Regions from separate parts of the Hordeum vulgare genome. Here region 1 is linked to region 2. A link is a contact called in public Hi-C data. All regions are on one chromosome and are shown on one strand. The core of a region is the stretch at or near the end of the contact, and the rest is flanking DNA. Distances in the headings are between cores, read along the strand shown.

Evidence for each region. Hi-C and Micro-C count contacts between places; a contact is called where the count stands out from the background.
Region 1: a Hi-C map of leaf shows a contact between it and region 2, with 7 times the contacts expected there. The contact joins the promoter of LOC123447424 here to the promoter of LOC123447420 in region 2. A contact is called at or near these places in 3 of 6 Hi-C or Micro-C datasets (leaf and seedling) and 1 of 1 datasets of contacts at active chromatin or transcription factors (embryo).

The regions. Positions count from the first base shown.
Region 1 is chr4H:16,636,000-16,640,472 of MorexV3_pseudomolecules_assembly, forward strand. LOC123447424 (microsomal glutathione S-transferase 3) reads right to left here and starts at 2,923. Exons shown (of 4, transcript XM_045124022.1): 1 at 2,713-2,923; 2 at 2,535-2,610; 3 at 2,277-2,449; 4 at 1,148-1,429. The coding sequence starts at 2,825. The coding sequence ends at 1,345. It overlaps LOC123450193, which reads left to right. Exons shown (of 6, transcript XM_045127567.1): 5 at 16-114; 6 at 194-853. The coding sequence ends at 743.
Region 2 is chr4H:16,469,029-16,473,650 of MorexV3_pseudomolecules_assembly, forward strand. It overlaps LOC123447420 (myosin-binding protein 2-like), which reads right to left and starts at 2,977. Exons shown (of 4, transcript XM_045124017.1): 1 at 1,305-2,977; 2 at 1-481. The coding sequence starts at 2,130.

The DNA of each region.
Region 1 (4,473 bases), core at 1,673-4,172, 170 kb after region 2:
TGTTTGCGCTTTCAGGTGTGCTTTTATGAACTTCTCTCGCAATAAGATGTGTTTTAAATGTGAAGGACAACGGCCAAAGAGACAGCTCAACCCTGGAGAGTGGGAATGCCCCTCGTATGTGCTAGCCACGTCATCTTTGTGACTTTTGCGTGCTTATAACAAACTAATGAGACATTACCTCCTCCCTTTATAGATGTGATTTTGTGAACTTCCGTCGAAACCAGGAGTGCAAAAAGTGCAGCCATGACCGCCCTGAAGACGATACCCAGGATAACAAGCTTGGATACGACGTGTGGAGGAACAGCAAGGGAGCTAACAAGGATAGAAGCTTTGACTCTGTTCATCAGGGAGATGACGACGGTGATGAAGAGGGGTTGCCATACAAGGGGGAGGAGCGCGGGCATGTAGCGAGCAGAAGGGCGTCACCAGCCCGGAGGGAGTTCGCGGGCAAGAGTAGGAACCATGGCGGCGAAGACAATGCCTTGCCATATGAGGGGGGAGACATGCGTGTCTCGAGCAGAAGGGCTTCACCAGCCCGGAAGGGATACACCAAGAACGATGACGATGATGAGGATGTCAAATTCGACGTTGCCCCATATGATGGGGCGCGTGAGCATGGATCGAGCAGAAGGGCGGCGCCAGGCCGGAGGGGGTTCGCCAAGGACGAAGGGGCGCGCAAGCATGTGGTAAGCAGAAGGGCAACCCCACCCCAGAGGAGATTCACTGCTGCTAGAGGAGAATAGGCGGTAGTCATATACCATTGATGCATTTTCTTGTACTAGCAGATATGATACCGCATTGCGCGTATATTTTAGCTGAGCACAAGTCACGAAATAATAGCGATTTTGGCAAATTTCATTCCTTTTTGGAAATTTAGAAACGATATTGACAGCATCGTATATACACTTCCGATGCGTGACATAACCTGAGTAGTTAGAAACAGCTGTTTCTTGGCGAGGTATATATTTTTTTGTGTGCACCAACGATGATCATGCCCTACACTTCTCTTGTGAAGTGACACAGGCTGGAGGGGCTTAAAGATTGCATCAGAAACGAATGAACACAACAACAACGTCAAAACTGGGCGGAGATAACAACGAGCATATCATTGTCCGCAGATGTCGCACAAGGAAACTGGCAAGGAGACTTACTGAAACCGTATCAAAAGCTGTACTGCAAAAGCTAAAACCTTGATCTTACATTACAAACCGTCTCCACCTCAGTCTTATTCTGTGAGAGTAAAACAGACGCACACACATTTCTTGACACTATAAAAGACATCATCACCACGCCTACATGACTCTAGTCACAACGCCTATCAAGTCAGGCATCAGTTCGGGAACCTTAGATCGCCTCCCTGATGACAAGGTTGATGCCGAACGACGCCGTGCAGAGGATGAGCCCGATGATCGCCAAGAAGTTGAGCCCCCTGCAGAATTCGCCAAAGCGAAAAGGAAATCGTCAAGATCAGAATCGCTTCGACAAAAAGTTTGACTTCGACATGGACAACAAGGAAATTAAATTCTTCAATGCCGATGCGGGTTCAGGGTTGTTTGGCGTCACAAGCTACAAATTTGGTTCGGGAAACAACTGAACGTCATAAGCCATTTTGCTCAATCAATTCAGAGCTCACGACTTTGCTCAAGTAGTTATCACTTATATAAACCGGGGTGGTTGACATGGGACAGAAGCTTGGGTAGGATTGCTACATCACATCCAATTACCAATGTCTTAGTTTATGATGCAGCAATGTGAATGAATCTTCACCAACCAACCAAGGTCTTGCTTCACCTAGAGCAATGGCCCATGTCAATTCAGAAAAGGATGTGCAGGTAAGCAGTAGTGGTTGCTACAAGATGTTGGCTGCTGGGGGCTCAGCAGCCAAAAGTGAATGAAAAACTGAAGACAAAACGTCGGTTTGCAGGAGGTTGAAGAAGCACTTGAAAGCTACTCAAGGTCGTCGGTGAGCATCAATGAAGCCGCTCGCTCATTATGAGCACACCTTTGACATGGCTTAGTTGGTGGAGCAGCAGCAAATTGAGCCCTGCTCCACCCACTCACCGCATTAATGAGTTGGATATGGTTGACTAATGCTATCCTATCAATGAAATCAAGAGGCCTGTATGATTCCCAGGGCTGAGAATTTCCCAAGAAACCACCAGTAAAACATGCTGGAAATCAAGTGGATCTCTCCCCAAAGATTTGATTTGGATGCCATTGCCATCTGAATCAACTGCATACGGACCAGTCGGAGGAAAAGCAAAAGGCCAACGTACCCAAGCTTGAGGCGGTTCTCCGGGACGCCGGTGGCGTAGCCCTTGAAGTAGAAGAACCTGGCGACGGTGTACATGACCCCCAGCGCGGCCGCGACGACCGGGTGCTGCAGGCCGCCGAGCAGCAGCGTGACGAAGAAGAGCGGCATCATCTCCAGCGAGTTCTGGTGCCCCCTCTGCAATCCCACAACAAGAATTCAGCCAACCCTTGTTCCTCCGCTCAAAATCAAAAGACACGGACGAGATCGGCGGCGGACGGACCTGGACGCAGTTGAAGCGCTTGGCGTCCTTGTTCTCCGCCTCGATGGCGTACATCGTCGGGTAGGACACCTTGTACCTGAACAATCAAACAAGCGGCGTCGTCGGCGGCGGATCGTCAAGCTCCAACCCAGATTCCTCCGGAACAAGAGGGGAGAAATCGGTGAAGAAAAGAACCTACTTCTTGCGGGCGCCGCCGACCTGGAAGCTCATCCAGAAGTTGAGGAAGGCATAGGCGACCACGGCGAGCACCACGTAGCCGTACTCCTTGGTCAGCTCCACCAACACCGCCATCGTCGTCTACCTTCCTCCTTCTCTGGGTTTCTCTGGATTTTCTTCCTCCTTCTTGGAAGCTGAGATTGGGTTGTGAGGAGATTGGAATGGAGGTCTATCCATCTTATAGACAGACAGTGGAGGAAGGAAGGGTCTGGAGAAGAAGTCCCAGAATAAGTTCCTGCCCTCCGGCCCAAGAAAGGTTTGACCCACTCCCTAGGGCCCGTCTCGGCCACTCCCTCGGAACCAATGGGCCTGCCAGCACGTACTACCATTACTTTTCTTTTCTCCTCTCTACCCCTAGCTTTTCCAGCAAAACAACCTAATTTTCTTTAAAAGAAACTAATTTTTCGATGTAATGATAAAGATATTCCCTAATCTGGAACGAACACGTTCAGTTGTTCCTCGAATTTCATGTTCGATTTGATCCGGAGAGAACCGTGCTTGTATTGCCTCCATTCCATAACATAGCGCAATCCATCCGTGTTTAAAAAAAAAAAATTAGTTTGACTTTAAGTTCAACCAACTTGAATGACCGCGGTAAGAAGAAATTGATACCATTGAATTCGTATCTGAAAGTAGTTTTTAACGGTACCATTTCTGCTCCTGTCAAAGTCATGCGCACGTCGATTAAATTTAGGCGGCTGCTACAAATCTGTTGCCTAATTTGTATCAGTCGTAATCCCCCTAGGTAGCCGTCCGATTGAACGAGCCATCATCGTCAGATTAAATTCCCGACATGGAACAGAGGCCGCGTGATGCTTCAATGCAGAAACCGACAGCGTCCGACGAGCTCCATTGCAACTTCGAAAAACTCCATTGCAGCCGTTGGAGCTCCAACACAGCACCGATGCTCCGGCGAAGCTCCATTACAAGTCCGACGGAGCTACAACGCAGCACAGGCGCGTCCGCGAAAAGCTTCATTGCAATTCCGGCGTAGCTTCAACGCAACAAGGCGTGTCCGACAAAGCTCCATTACAACTCCGACGAGTCTTCATTGCAGCCCGGCGTTACTCCATTGCAGCTAAGGCGATGCTCCCAACAGCTTGAAGGCAACATCACCGGAGTTGCAGCGCCCACATCGGCCCTGTCGCGGTCGTCATTGCAAAAGCCCGTCACCGGAGTGTGAGCTTGGCACCGGGTGCTGCAAAAGCCGCCCCGCGGGCTGATCCGACAAGGGCCGAGGTGATGAGGAGAGGCGAAGCATGGGGATGGAGGTAGAAGACGAAGTAGAAATGAATCGGGCTCTAGGAGGGGAAGAGATAAGCTTGAGAGTAAAAAAAGAAACAAGAGAGGCAGCATGTAGGTGTCTCGCGTGATGCGTGGACCATGACGCGTGGCGTGCGGAAGACCCGTCTGATTTACAGAGAAAATCAGTCGGTTGATTCTAAAAGTTTTTCTTAAATTTACGAGCAAACTTGAATCTCGAAATAATACGGATGCACTCCATTATAAAATGGAGGGAGTAGGTTTTACTCGAGTCAACGGGGGCCAACGTCATGCGTGACGCGTACCCGAACGTCGCCATTTGTAATCATCCACATCTGGATTGAGTTTAGTACATGGGTCTTTGGAATTCCATGGTTTCGGACGCCAGGAGCAGCCAGATGCAGAGAGGTCGAAGAAGTCTTCGGCACGACGTGGACTTTGCCTTCGACTTGCAGAGAAA
Region 2 (4,622 bases), core at 1,727-4,226:
GCCATAGAAGCGGACAGATGCATCAGCTCAGGCTGTTCAACATGGTTTTCAGTGTTCTCAGTTGAAATCTCAGTAACTTGTTCCCAAGAATCAAGTGCCACCGACTCCAGTTCTTGTTTTAACTCAGCCAGTGATATTTTATCCTCTCCACATTCTTCATCGACATGCTCCCTGGGATGTATCATTACCGAATCCAATTCCCGACTCAGCTCAGCTCGTTGAACCTGGTTCTCCTCAGTGTTCTCGTTCAAAGCCTCTGAGTCATGTGGCCCGCCTTCCACTGGCACAGCGTCACATTCATCCTTTATCCCAGCATGTTGAACCGGCACCTCCTCAGTATTTCCATCAGATTTGTCAACAACAAATCCATGCTCCATGGCATCAGATGGCATGGAAAACAATTCATGTTCCACAGTGCCCTGTTCAACTTCCTCATCCTCTGATAATGACATACCTTTCAATCCATCATTCATCCGAGGAGCTGCGTGTAAAATTTAAAATCAATATGGTTTTCTTATTAAGCTTAAACAATAAAGCTATCAGCACGGAACAAATAAAAGGACCATAGATGACAAGAATCGCTTCTAGTTAGTTAAGAGGTCCATTTCATGCTATCAATGATACTTCCAGTTTTTCTTTAGTTTCATCAAAGGTTCATCAATACAGATGCTAAAAATCTAGCATATCTCATGGAATGGATCAGCTAAAATCCTAAAATAAGAAGTCTAGGCAGGAGCACTTAAAGACCATCTCCAGAATAGTCGCAAAACAATTTGCAAGAAATAATACTGTCTGTTCTACTTTACTGAAAGCAAACAGATACTATACGGTAAATAAACGTGCAGTGGAGCGATTGAAAAGATAGGTTATTACTATAGCGAGAGCATGGATAAATTGGATAGAGAGAACATATAAGGTTATTCTTCCAGTTATTCTTGCAATTAGCTAGAGCATGTGTATAAGAGGTCCATTTCATGCTATCAAGGACACTTGCAGTTTTTCTTAGTTTCATTAAAAGGTTCATCAATACAGATGCTAGTATCTAGCATATCACATGGGAAGTATCATATCGGCTAAAATAAGAAGTCTAGATAAAAAGACTCAAAGACCATCTCAATAATAGTCACAAAACAATTTGCAAGAAATAACACTGTCTATTCTACTCTACTGCTGAAATGACTGGCATAACAAACAGATATGCAGTGGACATGTTTGGCACAGTAAATAAATGTGCAGCCATAGCGTGGATAGATTGGATACAAAGAATGGAGTACAGTTTATCCAAAGGAAGAAGATTGACTTACAGTGCTGAACATCAGAGGCCACCACAAATTTCTCCTCGTCGGCATAGTCCTGCTCCACCGTCACATGATCGACTGCTCCTTTCCTTTCACCACTGGGCTCAGATGACAGCTCAGGCACACCGTCGGCCAAGGAGTCAATGGATTCAAGCGGCACCGGTCGCTCAACGCTGACGGCAATGCCAGCGCGGTGAGCCGAAATGACAGCGATGGAATCATCCTCCACCAATGGCTTCTCGTCGAAGAGCTCGATCACAGGGCCGTCCTCGGACACGAAGACCACGTCTCCGTGGCCGTCCTGGTCGAGGTCGCGCGCGGCCGGCGGCGGCGTGGGGAGCAGGAAGGGCGGCGAGTAGAAGCCGCTCTCGAGCGCGACGCCGCAGCAGGCGCAGGCGAGGTCCCGCTCGCCGAGCTCGCTCCGCCGCATCCACGACAGCAGAGCCTTCCCGGACGGTGCCGGCGCCCCGCAGTCCTCGCACATGTCGGCGGCGTCGGCGAGGCGGCGGTGCGCGCGGCAGTAGCCGAGGCGCGACACCTCGGCGGCGTGCCCGTCGCAGAGCACGCGGCGCAGGGGCTCGGCTCCGTGGCGGGGCGCGCGGTCTAAGAGGCTGTCGGCGGCGAGGCGGGTGCAGAGCGCGCAGGGCGGCGGCAGGCCGAAGAAGGCGGCGAAGCGGGCGATGAGGTAGGAGAAGACGCCGTTGGCGAGCAGCAGCGCGATGAGGATCCACTCGAGGAGCGCGCAGGCTAGCAGCCGCGCCACCCTGCCGCTCCTCCTGCGCACGCCCGCGCCGCGGCAGGCGCCCGACGCCACGGCCGGCTCCGAGGCCATCCAATCTCCCCGGCGACCGGAGGGAATGCTGTCGACAGACACGCCGGCCCCGCCGCCAGAATTCGCCGTGGAACCGAAGAAAGCGCGGAAGAAAAATCCCTCTTTGACTGGAAAAAAGTATCGGGGAACAGGGAGGATGACCCGAAAGCAATGCGATTTCTGGTGGAGCAACCGACCAACCAACGGAACCACTCTCACGAAGAGGAGGAGGAGGAGGAAGAAGGGGCCGGTTTCATGGAAGAAAAGAACAAGAACGACAAAAACAGAAGAGAACAACTCTCATCAGCTCCAGCAGATTGCGACGGGAACGGGATTCCCGGCGGCGAGCGAGAAAGTCCAGGAAATAGCAAGAACGAACACCGGGATTGGAGGACGGTGACAGGATTGCAGGCGCCGGTATTCAGAGGAGGAGGGAGGAGTTTGGTGGAGATGACGGAGGAGCCGGAGGCGGAGGAGACGAAGGAGATATGGAGGGGGAGAAGAATAAAAAGGAAGGAGGAAAGGCGCCTGGCTCGGCTGGGGTCAGTGGCGATGCTGGGCTGGCCGCTGGTAAATCCTCGCCATTAAAGGCGTATAATGGCCGTAATTAATCAGCAATTCAGCAGCATTAGCAACGAGCCGCCGGATGGCGGAGCGGAGGTGAACGTTGGGGGCGGGACGAGGGAGCCCCCTCCTCCTCCGCTCGCGACGGCGTCCGTCTCTCGATCTCCGTGTGGATTTTTCCGTTCCGGGGTGGTAGGTTCCGGTGGGTGTCCCCGGATGGATGGCTTTTCTTTTCTCCGGAGACGTCCCGGTCGGACGACGAGACGCCGTCGCGTCAGGCGCACGGCTCGCTCGTTTTCGTTTCGTTTCAGACCCGCGACGGCACCGGGAGGAATAGTTTTATCCAGTAAGCCGAAGACGACCGGATCAGAGACATGTACTGCGACGATCTGGAAGGACGTGGTGGCACATTTGGGATTCTTCTTGTTCTTGGCGACTTTGACCTGCACTGGGTACTAGTCCTACTACTAGTTTTAAGCCAGCTGAAGCTCAAAGTATATTTTCCTTTTCTTGTCCTGGATGCCAAAGCCACTTGTTGGAGTGTGGACAAGTGAGCAGGGTCGCCCGATCAACCGCGTCTTTTCTAGTGGGGGTTGGTTTAACATTCGAAACAAAAAAATCCCAACCTTTGTCTACAAAACCTTAAGAGCGACCAGGCAGCAAGCCTGGTAAGCTATCTCAAAAAACCTTAAGAGCGGACGGGCGATCTTGTTCGAAACTCTTGGAGTTTTTAGACGATCCATCATCCATTTGACTTTTATTATACTCCCTCTGTAGAACTGTCTAGTTCTTTTTAACTATAATTATATAAATACAGAGACAGTATAATATAGAAGGAAAAAAATATCAAAAGGGGCGTTTTGGAGCTCGGGCTCTACGAAGCCCTATTTTTTAAAACACCAAAATTCATCAAAATTCGGTTTTTTACATTAAAAAATCTGAAAATAAATATGGATATACATGAAGTCATACACACACATGTGTGTAAATTTTTAGAACAAAATACGTTGAAATAAGGTCTGTGCAAAAAAGACAAATTTATGGCATTTTAACACATGGTGCTATTCATCCCAAAAGTTAATGAATTTGTTCTTTTTGCAAAATCGCATCTTAAGGTATTTCATCCTGAATTTTTGCACACATATACATTTCATCCTTGTGGACTTGCATATTTTCTTCACATTTTTTTGAAATAGAAAATTTTTATTTTTTTCAAAAAGAAAGGGTGCCATGGAGCCCGAGCTCCAAAAGGCATTTTGAAAAAAAATCACACTTCCTTCGTTCACAAATATAAGATGGTATGACTTTATTCTAAATCATATGCATATAGACATGCTTTGGTGTGTTTGCTCACTCATTTCAGCGTATGTTTGTAGTTTATATCCAAAAAACCCAAAAACATCTTGTAACAGTGAATACAGGGAGTAAGTCAGATCAAAGGAGTGACATAGAAGGCAGGTAAACAACGTCGAAAAGTGGCCGCGTCTCAAACTTCATGGATCGCATCTTCATGCCCGCGGTAACAAAAAAACACAAAAGTGGATACCTCAAACTAACCCAACACAAAAGATCGGTCTGGCACCAAAGGTCTTGAGTACCTACACATAAGCCGCCCACCCAAAGAGGTGAAGAACTTAGACAATTGCGTGTTGTGGCTACCACTTGCTTGGACGACAGGTCAGCAAACCCGTGCATCATTGCCAAAACTACGAGTGAGAACACAATGATTACCATAAGATAAAGCAGACAACCAAAACACCACTAGCTCCTTGACATAGGTTACCATGGGTCGAAGGACAACCCGAGATGGGGATGAAGCTGACAGAGATTCATTCCAAAATTACGTAGCCTCCGCTGTCGAGGCGTGGTCTTTATGAACACAAGAAACAACCATAAGAAATTTTAACCTACCACCCAAAGATCTAGTGTTTCCTGCCTCTTATCATTCA